Linked DNA regions of Mus musculus: all the other regions are linked to region 2. The links are chromatin contacts, called in public HiChIP or PLAC-seq maps. All regions are on one chromosome and are shown on one strand. The core of a region is the stretch at or near the end of the contact, and the rest is flanking DNA. Distances in the headings are between cores, read along the strand shown. Region 1 has its middle 28 kb from the start of 4933427D06Rik. Region 2 overlaps Plxna1 (plexin A1). Region 3 has its middle 15 kb from the start of Gm36639. Region 4 overlaps Gm36505 (a long non-coding RNA gene). Region 5 has its middle 16 kb from the start of Gm36409.

Region 1 (2,793 bases), core at 101-2,600, 280 kb before region 2:
TTTTGACACAGAATCTTCCTGAGTATCCCTGGATAGCATGAAACAGTGCCACTGTGCAGCTCAGGCTGGCCTCAAACTCACAGTGATCCTCCTGCCTCAGCTTCCTGAACAGTGGGATTAAAGGTGAGAGCCACCATGTCCAGCATTTAGATTATTTCTCCCCAGGGGAATAACAAAGAACTAGAGTGGGCGGGCAGCTCCTCTTTGTCACCTTTGCATGGTGGGAGTGACACCATGGAGGTCCTCATGATAGCCCATAGTGCTCCTGGAAGGAAGGGGATGGATGGATAGGTGGAAGTGTCAGCAGGCAGAGGACTGACAGACAGATGGAGACACTTATACCTACTTGCTGCCTTAGTCTCCCAGTGCTGGTCAGGCGTCTGGGGTGTGTGCTCGGCATGTTTGAAGCCTGGGGTTCTGTCTCTGGCACACGTACAAAACAAGAAAAAAAGGCAAGTAAGAAGAAACACAGTCTCTCCATGAGGCAGCCAAGGGTAAACCCTGTGCCCTCATTGGCAGATCTGCAGTAGGAGCTCAGACAAGCGTCAGACCTGGACACATGGCTTAGTGACACACTAGTGCCAGTTTCCCCCAAGCTGAAGGTAAAATCCCAAGGTAGGGGCTGGAAAGGGTTTAGCAGTTGAAAGCGCGGACAGCTTTTGTAGAGGATCAGGGTTTGGTTGCCAGCATCCATATGGCAGCTCACGGTCATCTGTAACTTCAGCTCTAAGGGATCCAATGCCCCCTTCTGGCCTCCACAGGCACTGCATACATGTGGTTGTATAAACAAACAGGCAAAACACATATACACATAAAACAATAATAACAAGATGAAAACATTCTTTTAAAACCCTGGAGATAACCCTGGTGTATCCATGTGGGTGTGGTCAGGGCTGGGACCTCACCCCCACACACGTACTGCTAATACTTGGGTATCAAACTTTCAGCATACGAGGTTAGACAGTAAGGAGACCCACAGCAAGGCTCATCAGTCAATGGGGTCTCACCTTCCCCTACCTTTTGCCAGTTATGCAATCACACGGATGTTTGGTGGTGCGCATGCTGCGGGTGTGACTACTACCATCTGCAGCTGCTCTACTTTATATAAAGGAGCTTACTGTGGGTGAACTGGCTGACAGCCCAAGGAGCAGACCCGAGATCCCCCCTGAGAAAGACAGTGACCTGTGACAGCAGCTTCAGCGGCGACCGGTGTGTCTCCAGCTTGCATTGTGCCTCAGGTTCTAACAAAGCAAAGGAAGGATGAGTACCAAAGTCCAGCTTGGTGAGTCAGTGCTGGCTGCCAGAAGCATCATTGACTCAAAGCATCTGTACTGCCAGAGACTCCTCTGGGTGACTCGCATCTCTGTCATGGAGGAGTTCCACTCACCGCATGGGTGACTCATGAAAAGCTGTCCCACTAGGGAGTCCCCAGAGAAACTTACAGGCAGTAGCACTACTCAAGAGTCCCAACCCCCACTCAACCTCCCCACTCTCTGTATAACCCACAATTCCCAACTTCCAGTCAACCTTCACACTCTCCATATAGCTCAAGTCACAACCCCAAGTCTACCTACACACTCTCTATATAACTCGAGAATTCTCTACCTGGTGAATTGTTTGGCTTTTCTATAATCTGAGAGAGAGAGAGAGAGAGAGAGAGAGAGAGAGAGAGAGAGAGAGAGAGAGGTGTGTAGCTTTATGTGGGTGATCACAGCTGCTTTGATTCAAGATGTGTGGGTCCCCCTCCTGCAGGTTGAATGTGACCATTAGTATCTTTCTAGGACCCACTTGGCCAGCCCATGGTTTTAGCTAGCCCATGGTTTTAGCTAGCCCATGGTTTTGAGGATAAATGCAAAAGAGACTTTGCTGTGCAGGATACTGCTATCTCATACACTGGTGTCTCTGACACAGTCTGTGGAGACAGGTAGACCGAACATTATTGGCCAAGGACTCAACCTGACAGCACAGCCTTGGCTGGCATAGAAACTTTGTGGCTCTCTCATAGCCACTCAGAGCCCTGGAGCAAAGTGTCCTTGAGATATACACCCTGCAAGTGTGGGGTAGAGGTAGGCTGTGGCTTATTTTTCTCATTTATCCAAGAAGCTATTTTTGCTCATTAAAACCTAGTTACTTGCTGTCTCTAGCCAGGATCCTGGAGTGCTCGCTTGGTTAATTTAAGCAAGCAGAGATTTGACGGAGTAATTTCATTGTCCTTGGGGATTGGCCGGCTGATGCCAAGCCTCACTCTTCCCGTTGGAATGGAGTTAATTTTCGCTGAAATTGCTTCTTAGCAGACAAACACATTCCCCATCATTGAAGGCTTATGTTTCTGCTGCTCTATTATTCCTTAATTTACACACCCAGGCAGTGCAGAATCCATACTCAACAGAAGAGACAGCCCCCTCCCAGTACCGCTGGGTGCAGGGCAGTGAAGGAGCACCAGGCACTCACTCTGCCCCAAGGACCCAGGTAGTGACACTAGTGCTGAGGCGGATTGTCTGACAACTCTACATACTCAAAACTTCCCCTATGCCCTGCTGGGAGCAAAATGCAGCAAGGGGGGGGGGGGCTGAGAGGGAAGAGGAGGATCAACGTGGGTGGAGGGAAGGAGAAAGAGAAGGAAGAAGTGAAGAGAAGGAGAAGGTGGGAGTAGTTGCCTGCCTCTCAAAGACTCGGTTATCTGTGGAGAAGAGGCTAAGGAATGACCCCGGTTAGCATTAACTCCTGCTTTGTCTCTGGTCTGGCTTTATGATGGGACATAAAATATAGAAAGGACTTCCTAAAAAAGGAAGA
Region 2 (2,700 bases), core at 138-2,637:
TTAGCAGGCCCACTCATCTGTCTGTAGAGTGTCATGTCAGGTATTAGAGCCAACAGGACACCTCCATGGGGGAAAGCAGCCTCTTGACTCCAGGCAAGCCATTCCTCAGGTTCCTTTGACTGGGATCTCTGACTGGGGATCCCACCCCAGTCACCCTAAAAGCTCATGCCAATCAGCCAGCAGCACCCACCTGCTTCTCCGTCATAGCATAGAGGTACTGGCGGTTGGGGCTGAGGACCAGGTCACGCAGGATAGGGTTGCCCTCCTGAGCCACCACACTTTCATAAGCCAGGGCCGGCCTGCCGCTGGGGTTTGCAAGGTCCACCAGAATCTGTAGTAGCAAAGGGTGCTCAATGAGGCAGGTCCACGACACACTATCCTAGACCCACCTTACCCGATGCAAAGGGTCCAAGCCCTCTAACAAGCACCTTTCCACCAAAGAACCAGGCTGATTCAGAATGAGTCAAGGCTGACCCAGTTCACTGTCCCTGACCCAAGTCATCCCAAAGACAGAGATAGGACAAGACATACTGGACAGGTGGGTGTGCCTTGGTTCCTTTACCAATCCAGACACCAAAACTCAGTGGTAGGGTACACGTGGGCTCCAGTGCCTACCATCAAGCTGCAGGGAACCTGGCAGGCAGGAACCTCTTTCATGGGCCACCATGAGGCTTGTGAAAGAAAGCAAGTTTGAGGTAAGAGGGCAGGAGGAGACCTTGTGATCGGTATAGTCGAGGAACAAGACCAGGGGCTCACACACAGAGAGGCCAAGGCTGGCCTTGGTGTCTTGGGATGAGGGATACCCCAGCAAGAAAGTGGCAGGGAGAAGGGGACCTCATCAGCACGGAAATATAGTTCAGATCCCAAACAAGCCAGGCGCTAATTAGCCTGATCCTCTCCTGCAGCCTTGGTGCTGCAAGTATTTTTAGTTGCTTTTACCAAACAAATGTATTTAATTAACAGAGAGACCCATGGGGGCTTTCAAGATGGGACTCATGGGGCGCGTCTGCCTAGCTCAGCTGGGCCCAGGCACAGTCTCCTGGCACAGGACCTGCAGCTTGCTTCTACCCACTGTGCAGCTAAGGCACAGCTACCTCCAGCTTCTAACCCATCTGGCCTACCTCTCTACTTCTGGGTACAAGGCTGGAGTGAGCTTGGCCTCCTTTGTACCCCACAGTAAGGGGGCAGAGCAGACCTGGGGGCAGCAAGGGCAGCAAAAACCAGCACCCTGCCATAGGCTAGCTCTGTCAGGAGCTGGGCGAGGGGCCAGCCAGGGTGGGGCCTGTGTCTCTGGGCCAAGAGACTGCTAGCTGGGAGAGAGGGGGAGGGTCACATTCCTGAGAGCCTGGGCCACCCCCCACATCCGCTCAGCTGCCGCTCCACCAAGACAGGCTTAAGTCAAACCAGACCCGGAAGAGCTGGGTAAGTGGGGAGGTCCTGGGAGGCCTGAAGGGGCTGGACTAATAGTTGCCCAAACTTTATTCCTCCGGCCTCTGGACGGACAAGCAGGAACAGCTAGCTGAGACAGAAGGGGCCCACAGCAGCCCAATACCCCAGGGGCTGGCAAGGACACTAACCTTAACCTAAACCTATCTAGCCCAGCTATGCCAGAGCAGGGGAGGGAGTCAGGTCCTGGATGACTGCTAGAGCAGATCATAGCAGGCTGGCTTACACTGCTGTATTAAGTGGGGAGCATGCAGCCAGAGACAAGGCTGGACTCACACCACCTAGGCCAAAATTGGCTTAGATGTATCTGTTTTCCTACTCCTGAAATGGGAATGAATCATGCTTCCACCTCCCCCCACGGTGACAGAGACAGAAAAGCTTGCCTGAGACAGGTGCCAGGAAACAAGCCTGTTCAGTGGGCAGGGGACCGAGAACTCTAGACCAATGTCTTACAAGCCTCCAAGACCACAGCCATGACTCTACTCCCCCACACCCTAGGCTTCACCCACATCCACATCCCAGAAAGATCCCATCCTCGTCACTCCTGGGTGGTAGCCTTGCATACAGGGTGCCCTGGACAGAGACCAGGGGAGTTTCCTCCTGCCACAATGACCATGTAACCCCCAGCCCTATCTTGCCTGCCACCACCCTTCCCAGACTGGGTAGACACACTAGCTCCAGGTATGCAGGAAAAGGACAGGCCAGAGCAGAGAGCAGAGTCCATAAGGAAAGGATCACAGGCCATCCAGGCTCAGGAGGCCCTGCCCCCAGCCTGCCAGCTTAATTGACTGGGACAGGTGGTCTCAACAGCTGCAGTTGGGGGCTTGTGAGTTCAGCTGTCCATCCACCTGCCCAGCAATGGTCCACATGCACAACCAGGTCCTAGGGACACAGCCCAGTAGAGGCTAACTCCAGGGAGGGACCACTGGCAGAGCGTGGATACCATTCCTCAGCTAGGGGAATTGTGGGCATCAGGGAGGTTATAGACATGAGTGTGTTGCAGTACTCTGCATTGAGCCAAGCCATGCTCAGGCCTGACAGGACCTTTGTGCACATCAGTGTCACAGTGTCTCTGGGTACATATGTGATGATGGAGTTTATGTTTTGAATATGAAATGCCTGCCATAGGCTCATGTGTTTAAATACTTCATTCCCAGCTGCTGCCACTGTAGAGAGAGGTTGCAGAATCTTTCAGATGTGGGAGTCTCGTTAAAAAGTGCATCACTTGGGGTGGACCCTGAGGTTTACAGTCTG
Region 3 (2,700 bases), core at 177-2,676, 340 kb before region 2:
AGGTGGGGAATTTGTACGACATCTTGCAAAAAACCAAAAAACAGACTGGGAACCCTGTGTTCATTTTTCCCATTGTTATGTCTTAGTGAATGGAAGTTTGTGAGTCATGGGTCCAGCACTGAGTGGGTGGAACACTACATGTTTATAGGCTGGGGCTTTCTTAGGAGCCTCTGAGTCCCTCTTCTGATGGTCTAGATCCTTATAGTAGAGACAGAGAAGATGGGGATTAGAAACCAGGAAATGGCTAATTCATTCATTCATTCATTCGTCCCTGTGCTTGTCCTGTTTGAAGCATGAAGACCACAACAGTGATCAGGCAATCCCTAAGGCCTCAGTGGTGGTTTGGGAAGGAGTCACAGTAGCAACGAATGACCAGTTCAAAGGTCCTGGGGCAGGAGCAAGCCGGCCATCGCAGGGAGCAGTTCAGAGGCCAGGATAGCTAGAATGATATGGTTGGTGGAACAAATGAAGTCAGAGCCGGGCAGGCACCGCGACCACTCAAGAGCTCTCTCTCAGTGAAGATTACAGACAAGATCTGATGTGCTCTTTAGAAGATTTTTCCCCCCAAGGCACAGGCATGAGAAGAAGAGGTTCAAGGTCAGAGTAGGGTCTAAGGTCACTCACTGTCTGGAGGTGGGAATGGAACCAGGGTGTGGCAGTGGAGGGATCTTACACTGACACATATCAGTGTGAGTCCGGCAGGATTGGCTTGTAGTTCTCTGTGGCAGAGCTGGAGAAGTGCAGGGTGGTACCCAAAGCACCTCTGCAGGTTCCTTGGGTGAGCACCAAGGCTCTGGATTTCTGTGGGGAAATAAGAAAGAAATCCTGAGGATTTCTTCTGTGGGGCTGGGCAGAGATTCAATCCTGGTGGGCACAGGGTGGAGGGTGAAAGAGCAGCCCGGACAGAGTAAGGCTCAGGGGGTGTGACTGGGACTTGGGTCTGGTCCTGCACCTGCTCTGACCACCGTATCTTTCAACCCCCTACTCTACTCTTTGCGAGCACAGTTTGTCTGCTATTAACTGGCTAGGCCCCCCAGTCACTAGCCTCGGCTGAGACTCTGCCCTGGCTCCCCGCCTCCCTGCTGTGGCAGCCTCTGGGATTCACAATTTCAGCCTGACACCATAGTAACCACTTAGTGCGGTTCAAGATTCCAGTGTCATCCCTGGTCGCGCTTGAATAGGATGAGGCAGGGTGGGGGAGGGGAGGGCCCTGCAGAACCGCAATTATTTCTCAGTTGCCAAGGAAAATGTAAACAGAAGGTCAGCCTTGGCGGAGACTCTGTTTTATTTTTCCCTTTGTAGGATGGGTTGATTTGGGGAGATTAAATTGTGTGTTATTTTTCTTCCTGGGCTTCCCATCCTCCCGTCGGCCCGTTGACAGAGGCAATACAGCTGCAGAGACTGGGACTGAGACTGCACCGCAGCTGCCGCTCCAGCCTGCCCGGAAGCTGGAGAAGCCCCGCCCAGCTGTCCCCACCCACCAGAGTGCAGCCCCGGAGCCTGACCTGGGATTTTAGCCTGAAGTCAGGGCGAATAGTGTGGGTGTGAACCCTCGGCTCAGCAGAGGAACCAGCCGAACTACAGGAAGCTAGAAGAATGACCTGACAACTCACAGAACAAGGGAAAACAAGGAATTGTGCTGATTTAAGTTGCTAAAGCCAGGCAAGGTGGCTCATGCCTTCATCCCAGCACTTGGGAGGCAGAGGCAGGCAACCTCTGTGAGTTTGAGGCTAGCTTGGTTTACAAAGCTAGTTTCAGGCAGCCAGGGCTGTTACCCAGAGAAGCCCTGTCTCAAAAGAACAAACAAACAAACAAACAAAAGTTGCTGAGACTCGGGCTAGTTCCTTAGGTGGCGAAAGTTCCCTGATACATCCTACTGTTCTCTCTGACCAGGAGGGTTTCTTTTGCAGGAGAGGGAGTCATTGTCCCCGGTTTCTCACGCTCTGGATGGCGACTAGGCCTCCCTCGGGAGGCAGTGGGGGCTCTGTTGCCTCGAGGAAGTCCTCCCTCGCCTTCACTGTAGACCGTATGCATACCAGATTGGAGTTGTCTTTAGTTGTGTGCGTGGGACTTCTACTTTGAACTCTTCCAGAGAAGGGTCCTGCCATGTTTGAGGTCCCAGCCCTGGTGTCAGTCTTAATTTCAGTTGCTGCATCGGGGACCTGGGAGAGATGCTTTCAGATAGACTTGGCTGTTGCCTCTGGTCTCGGGTTATCATCTGGCCTGGAGGCTGGACCCTGTGAGGAACCAGCTTTACACTTGGCTCAGGAGCACCAGAATCCATCAGGACTGAAAAATACTGCCTGCCATCTACCTTCACCAAGCCTTGAGCTGACCTTATTAGACAGCCGCAAGAGGGAGAGGGAAAAGGAGAGGAGGAGGAAGCTGCCAACAAGGTTTCTGGCATCAGGGGGCCAGTTTCTTCAGCAGCTCCTGAGTGCTTCTTCCTACATCTTTCCTGGATATGGGAATCACAATGGAACCAGATGTGAGCTGGAGGGTCCTGATGCCAGTTAGCTCTGCACGGCCAGAGCCCTTTAACCATGGCTTTAGGAAGCCTGTTTACTGTGGAGACCCAAAATTAACTTTGTGCTGCAGGGTTAGGCAGATCTAGCAGCCTCCTGGCTCAGCAGCAGGGAGAACTCTGGTGGGGTGCTTGCTCTCTCTTCCTGACCTCTCCCACCAAGGATGTTTGCACTT
Region 4 (2,700 bases), core at 156-2,655, 360 kb before region 2:
CAGCACTCACAGGGCAGCTCACAACCCTGTGTAACCCTGTGAGTGCCACAGGACCTGACACTCTCTTCTGGCCTCTGTGGCACCAGGTACACATACATACATGTAGGCGAAACACTCATACACATAACGATGAATTTAAAACCTCACCTGCTTCGTGTCTCTCCTGGTAGGTCTTCCTCTTCCGTATGGATGACCTGAGGTTTTCCATTGCAGCTTCTGGGGACAGCTTTTGACCCAGTGGGTGCTGAAGGCACCAATGACTGCAGGGAATTTAAGTACAGAGTGGAGAAAAAGAACGTTGTAGAGAGGACAGGAGACAGAGGAGTGATGTCCCTAAGACAAACCACCTGTCTTCTGCTTTTGCAGAGGAACACTAGGAAACAAGTCGAGAAGGCTTTGCCCACTAGCTCCGCATCAAACAGCTGGAAGGAGTCACTGCACAGACCTGGGCCAAGCCCCCTCTGGAGCCTGTCCTGGAGTTGGGCTGAAGTAACAGTGGCTCTCACCTGTGCCAGCAAGATGAGGATGAAGAGATCCTCCAGTCCACCCTACCCTCCGCACAGTCCAGCCCACTTCTGTCTTTCTCTAGCTTGCTTTCGACCCCTGCTCTGCATGTCCCAGATTTTGCTTTCTGCTTCACTTTGGGAGGGAAACATCTCCCAATTTCTCTCCCTCTTTCTGAATCAATAGCTTAGCTGGGCAAGGCAGAAAATGAAATTTACACTCAATGGTTTCCACGGCAACCAGGGGGTGCTGAGCTGCTTTCTCCTGCTCTTGGGGGCATGTTCTTCCTGAGAGAAAGCAGGTATCAGAAGTCTGCAGCTTGAGGTTGGGATGGAGTTTAAACAGAACTGAGACTGAGCCCCATCCTCATCCCCTCCCCACCCGCCCCCACCTTTCCCCTTGGCTCTGAGCATGAGGGATAGGTGCCCTCTGACCTCACTAGCTCGGGAAAGGAAGCTTCAGGAACCATTATCTTCAGTTGGCCAGAGTGGTGCCTTCTCTACCTCTGGGTTTAGGTGGGCACTGCACTAAGTGCTGGAAGGATTTTATTTATTTATTTTTATTTCAATTGTCAGAGGAAGGCATTATTATTGTTTTGTTTTGTTTGTTTGTTTTATTTTGTTTGTTTATTTATTTTCCAAGACAGAGTTTTTCTGTGTAGCTCTGGCTGTCCTGGAACTCACTTTGTAGATCAGGCTGGTCTTGAACTCACAGAGACAAATGCTGGGACCAAAGGCATGTGCCACTATGCCCAGCTGGGAAGCATTATTGCTAACCTGCATGCTATCCCATGGGGGAAAGCAAGTCCTGGAAATATTAACCTTGTAGCATGGCTCAGAGTCAACACCCTGCAGACAGGAGCCTGGGACTGGGACCTGTGGTCACGATGGGAGTGTAGCATTCCATGCTACAGGCAACCCAGGGATGTGCAGACTCATTTCCTGCCTCTCCAGTTCTCTGGATTAGACAAGGCTGAAAGCCCGGCTCTGCAGCCCTTTGCAGCCCGAGTACATGCCATCTGAACCACACTTCCTTAGCTGAGCACTGACTGGAGGGGTGAACAGTGTCCGCTGTGTAGGCACAAAGTCCTCAGGCACTGGGGTGCAGCCTGGTGTGCAGCAGTTCTCAGTATTGGTGGCCGTCCCACTGGCCACAGGGCTAAGAGGTGCCCAGCATGAGCCAGTCACCTGCTCACACATGCCCTGCTGTGTGTGGTGGGTGCTGTGAGAGGCACCAGCTGTGGGAGTCGAGAGGAGGTAGCTGTCAGAAAGATCTGGGCTTCAGGAGGCTTTCTGGGGAAGCTCTGGGGCAGCCAGGACAGAAGGCACTTGAGGCAAAGGCTGACAGAGGGAAGGAGTGAGTTTTGGAAGTCTGTTAGAGGAGCGTGGGGCAGGCTGAGGTTCAGGTATACTGCATGTCATCTCTGCCCACACCGTATCCACGCTCTTTCCACAGCTGAGCGGGTTTTCTGTGGTTGGCACTACCCACTAAGTGTGTGAACGGGTGCACAACCTGGTCTCAGCCCAGGAGAGGCTCACACCACTCCGGCTGTTGTGGTTGGTTGAGAATTGGGCACAGGCCTATTGGCTCTGGGTGAGTGGAATCCTTGCTTATAAGGTGGTGAGAACATGGCCAGCCTGGGCTTTGGGAAGGTTCTAGGGTAGTCGAGGAAGGAGACTTGCCGTGGGGGACAGAAGTTTGATGGATGAGTGTGGGTGGACAGGCAAGTTACCAATAGCTCGTGTCCTTTATGAGCTACCTGGAAACCTCTTTGGCAGGAGTGAGAAAACTGGGCTATCCCAAGCCTGAAGCTCGAGTGTGCCCTCCTGGGAACAAAGCTACCACAGAGAGAAAAGTGGCAAACGAGTCTTGGATGCGTTCCTAAACCCACCCTGAAGCCCAAGGATTTCCTGGCACAGTGTATCTCCTTAGTTTCACTCATGTTCGTGAGGTCTGGGATCACGTCTTTTACATTGGAAAGACCTCATTAGACCAGAGGGCAGAGAGGGTAGCAGACATCAGACCGTAGGGACCGGAATCTCAGTGAGGGGCTCTGGGTGAGTGGAATCCTTGCTTATAAGGTGGTGAGAACATGGCCAGCCTGGGCTTTGGGAAGGTCCTAGGGCAGTCGAGGAAGGAGACTTGCCATGGGGGACAGAAGTTTGATGGGTGAGTGTGGGTAGGCAGGCAAGTTAC
Region 5 (2,884 bases), core at 172-2,671, 390 kb before region 2:
TATTCAAACAACCTCGTCCTTATGCTTTTCTGTTTGAGCTCAGCAAAAGAGCTGGTTTGATCTTGTCTAGCACCGAGTGTAAGAGATGTCTTTTCAACTTGTACACATGCATGCCTTCTATAGTGGGCAGTGGGGTAAGCTTAAGAGCTCTTCTGTCTATGGAACTCACCTTCCTGTGAGAGCCAATGATTCTTTTGTCTGGAAAGTGACAGGTTTGGGTATCCCTAGGTGGGATAATCTTAGCATAAAACACTGAGGTGGAAGACAAGACCCGTTGACTGTTAGTAAGGAGGACTTGGCAGTCGTTTAGCCTCAGCAGTGAGAGAGGTCATAGAGAAGGATGTGAAAGAACATCTCCCTTGGTCTCACTTCCAGAGGAAGAGAATAGCACCAGTCATGAGATGCCTTGTGGTGAGAATGGTAGCTTAACCACCACCCCTGCCACATAAGTCACATCCAGTTGGGGGTGATATAATGACCTTTGTTACCTGTTTGAACTTTTAATGAACTTTGTTTTACCCTGTAACCCTGTGTGTTAGTTAGCTTTCTACTGCTGTGAAAAAATAACAGGGGGAATGGCTTGTTTGATTCGCACATTCAGAGGTTTCTGAGGCCCTAACATCATGGTGGAAGCACATGATGGAGCAGAACTGGTCATATCATGGTGGCCGAGAAGCTAAGAGACACAGGAAATGACTTGGCTCCCAATATGGCCTTCAAGACACACTTCCAATGCTCTGATTCTTCCCATCTACCTCCTAGAGGTTTCACTAACTCCCTATAGAAGCTGGAGACTTCTGGGGCGGGGAGGGTGTGCACTCATGAGTATAACACCTTGTCTCAGTGGCATGTGGGGGAATGCAGAGGGTCACTCCCTCAGGTGAGAATAGTGCAGTGTCACAGACACATGACCTGAGGTGGAGACAATGTGCAGATGCCTCTGAGAGAGAATGTCAGCACTAGCCCTGGAGGTCTCCGGGGACTTGAAGACATCTTCTGGGGTTTCCAGTCATATACAGTTCAACGCTGGGACCTTCTACTTTAGCTGTTCTGGCAGACACTGGTCCTGGGACTTCAAGAAACTCCTCGGGGTCTCCCTGGCAGCTGGTTGAGAAGTCTTAGTTTTGCTCGTTTTATATCAGCTGTGTCAGCCCTCTCCTCATCCCCATGAAGAAGCTGAGCCCATGCAAACCACCTTGTGAGATGTGATCAAACCCCAGGTTATTATTGCCAGTAACGCAGGCATGACAACTTAATGACAACAGACAGGTGATTAATGGGAACACAAATAGAAACAAGTCACAGTGAAATTTCTTTGTCATTTCCGTTAGCAGGTCAGATCTGGTTTTAGCACTGTATGTGGCCTGTACTTTCCCAAGATGGCCTTAATCATACCTTTTTCCCATGGGGTCCTCTGGCGCATGACCACAACACCCTTGCCTCACAGAGGTGTGGTTCAACTTCCTGATACTGTTTGAGTCAGAGGTGTCCTTCAGGCGTGTGTTTGGACACTCAGCCTTCAGCAAGTGGCCCCCCTCTACAGGCTGTAAAGCCTTTGGCAGGTGGGGCGTGGCTGGCAAAGTGGGTTGGTGGGAGAGGATGGGCCTTGAGACCTGGCTCCAGTGCTTAACTCAGTACTCTCTGCTTCCCACTTCCTGCTGTGATGCGATCCGTGACCTGCTCTGGGCACCATGAACTTTGACAAGACTTCCCCACCAGGAAGGACTGTACTGTCTCAGCCTGTGAGCCAGCAGAAACCTTCCTTCCCAGGTTGCTTCTGTCAAGTATTTTGCCACAATGATGAAGAAAACTGACCAATGCCCTCCCCTCCCTTGGATCTGGGTGTACATGGGTCTTCTTCAACATGGGCTTTGGCAACCGATGTGCTGTGGCATGTAGCCAGATGGCTGCTGCCTTCCTGTGGGGACACTCCTGCTGGGGTCTTGGAGCCACTAGAGAAGTACAGATGGGCTGTGGACAAGAGTGCTTGGTACGTCCTGTCCAGCCTTTGACCAGCCTCAGTGGATTGTGGTCTCACTCAGAGTCCATCTGAAGTTGTGCAGGAGGCTTCAAGTGGGACTGACTCAGTGGAGGGGCCAGCAAGGAATCCATGTGTAAAGCTAATGGGGCTTGTCCAATAGTACACTGAGTCTTAGTTAATGCTGTTAAGTAGCAGCAGTATCCGAAGCACAGTTGGCATTACTGTTGGACTCCACAAAAGACAGGTCTGGCGTGAACAACCATGCATACTTAGCCATGCAGTGTGCAGTGTGGGCGGTGGAGGGATGACCTGGTCTGTCCTCACTCCACCCTTACAGATGTACTCACAGGCATCACTTGCCTGAGCCTGTGTCCTCTTCTGTAAAGCGGAGATTCAAGCAGAGCTGTTATGTGAGGGTCATAGCTGGCACCAGCTGCCACAAATTGACACCTTAGATGGACTCATTCTCTCTGTTCTGTAGGCTATGCATTTGGGGTCAGGGCAGAACAGCCAGGGCTTCCTAACTTCTTGTTGTGTGTTGTGCGATTTCTTCTTTGGGCATACTTGAAGAGAGGGAGTGTGTCTCTATGAAGACACTAATTCTGTTGGATCAGATCCCCGCTCAAATTCATGACCTCATTTAACTGAAATTTATTCCTGATAGGTTTTATCTCCAAATATAGTATGAGGTGAGGATATGTTGTGAATGTGAAGTTTGAAGGAGACACAATTAGTTTAGGGTGAGGGGGTTAAGGGGCTGGCCCCTGTGGCATGCAAGCGCCTGAGATCCATGCTATTACAGTTGCCATCTTCAGGCTCTTGCCCCTTCTCCTGTGTGCTGTTTCCAAATGACCTGAGACATGTCTGCATATTAGCAATATCTGCTGTGGCCTTGGGAGGGGA

The links. HiChIP or PLAC-seq counts read pairs in DNA pulled down with a chosen protein or histone mark.
Region 1: a FOXA1 HiChIP or PLAC-seq map of pancreatic cancer cells shows a contact between it and region 2. The contact joins two enhancer-like sites. A contact is called at or near these places in 2 of 15 datasets of contacts at CTCF or cohesin (the NIH/3T3 cell line and large pre-B cells), 3 of 484 Hi-C or Micro-C datasets (bone marrow-derived macrophages and cortical neurons), 7 of 115 datasets of contacts at active chromatin or transcription factors (the NIH/3T3 cell line, embryonic forebrain, embryonic hindbrain and 4 more) and 2 of 9 other capture datasets (adipose tissue and liver).
Region 3: an HNF4G HiChIP or PLAC-seq map of pancreatic cancer cells shows a contact between it and region 2. The contact joins two enhancer-like sites. A contact is called at or near these places in 1 of 484 Hi-C or Micro-C datasets (bone marrow-derived macrophages), 9 of 115 datasets of contacts at active chromatin or transcription factors (bone marrow-derived macrophages, embryonic basal ganglia, embryonic forebrain and 6 more) and 2 of 9 other capture datasets (adipose tissue and embryonic stem cells).
Region 4: a contact with region 2 is called in an HNF4G HiChIP or PLAC-seq map of pancreatic cancer cells. The contact joins two enhancer-like sites. A contact is called at or near these places in 1 of 39 promoter capture datasets (cancer-associated fibroblasts), 3 of 15 datasets of contacts at CTCF or cohesin (the NIH/3T3 cell line, large pre-B cells and pro-B cells), 42 of 484 Hi-C or Micro-C datasets (the AML12 cell line, the C2C12 cell line, the MC3T3-E1 cell line and 27 more), 19 of 115 datasets of contacts at active chromatin or transcription factors (SST interneurons, VIP interneurons, bone marrow-derived macrophages and 14 more) and 4 of 9 other capture datasets (adipose tissue, embryonic stem cells, liver and 1 more).
Region 5: a FOXA1 HiChIP or PLAC-seq map of pancreatic cancer cells shows a contact between it and region 2. The contact joins two enhancer-like sites. A contact is called at or near these places in 1 of 15 datasets of contacts at CTCF or cohesin (the NIH/3T3 cell line), 3 of 484 Hi-C or Micro-C datasets (bone marrow-derived macrophages, embryonic fibroblasts and muscle stem cells), 16 of 115 datasets of contacts at active chromatin or transcription factors (the NIH/3T3 cell line, PVALB interneurons, bone marrow-derived macrophages and 13 more) and 1 of 9 other capture datasets (adipose tissue).

Annotation. Positions count from the first base shown.
Region 1 is chr6:89,067,116-89,069,908 of GRCm38.p6, forward strand. No RefSeq gene overlaps it. Among named protein-coding and RNA genes, the nearest start is that of 4933427D06Rik, 28 kb to the right of the region's middle. Within about 2 kb of position 1,351, at least 15 of the 459 cell types and tissues checked have an H3K27ac peak or open chromatin away from gene starts, as enhancers often do. A contact at or near this core is called in pancreatic cancer cells, where this site is marked.
Region 2 is chr6:89,343,779-89,346,478 of GRCm38.p6, forward strand. Plxna1 (plexin A1) reads right to left here. Exons shown (of 32, transcript NM_008881.2): 4 at 191-331. Among named protein-coding and RNA genes, the nearest start is that of Gm40415, 16 kb to the right of the region's middle. Within about 2 kb of position 1,388, at least 207 of the 459 cell types and tissues checked have an H3K27ac peak or open chromatin away from gene starts, as enhancers often do. A contact at or near this core is called in the C2C12 cell line, the NIH/3T3 cell line, adipose tissue and 3 more, where this site is marked.
Region 3 is chr6:89,007,590-89,010,289 of GRCm38.p6, forward strand. No RefSeq gene overlaps it. Among named protein-coding and RNA genes, the nearest start is that of Gm36639, 15 kb to the right of the region's middle. Within about 2 kb of position 1,427, at least 136 of the 459 cell types and tissues checked have an H3K27ac peak or open chromatin away from gene starts, as enhancers often do. A contact at or near this core is called in adipose tissue, embryonic stem cells, neural tube and 1 more, where this site is marked.
Region 4 is chr6:88,983,631-88,986,330 of GRCm38.p6, forward strand. All of the region lies in intron 1 of Gm36505 (a long non-coding RNA gene), which reads left to right. Among named protein-coding and RNA genes, the nearest start is that of Gm36505, 6.2 kb to the left of the region's middle. Within about 2 kb of position 1,406, at least 22 of the 459 cell types and tissues checked have an H3K27ac peak or open chromatin away from gene starts, as enhancers often do. A contact at or near this core is called in the C2C12 cell line, the NIH/3T3 cell line and pancreatic cancer cells, where this site is marked.
Region 5 is chr6:88,956,595-88,959,478 of GRCm38.p6, forward strand. No RefSeq gene overlaps it. Among named protein-coding and RNA genes, the nearest start is that of Gm36409, 16 kb to the right of the region's middle. Within about 2 kb of position 1,422, at least 31 of the 459 cell types and tissues checked have an H3K27ac peak or open chromatin away from gene starts, as enhancers often do. A contact at or near this core is called in pancreatic cancer cells, where this site is marked.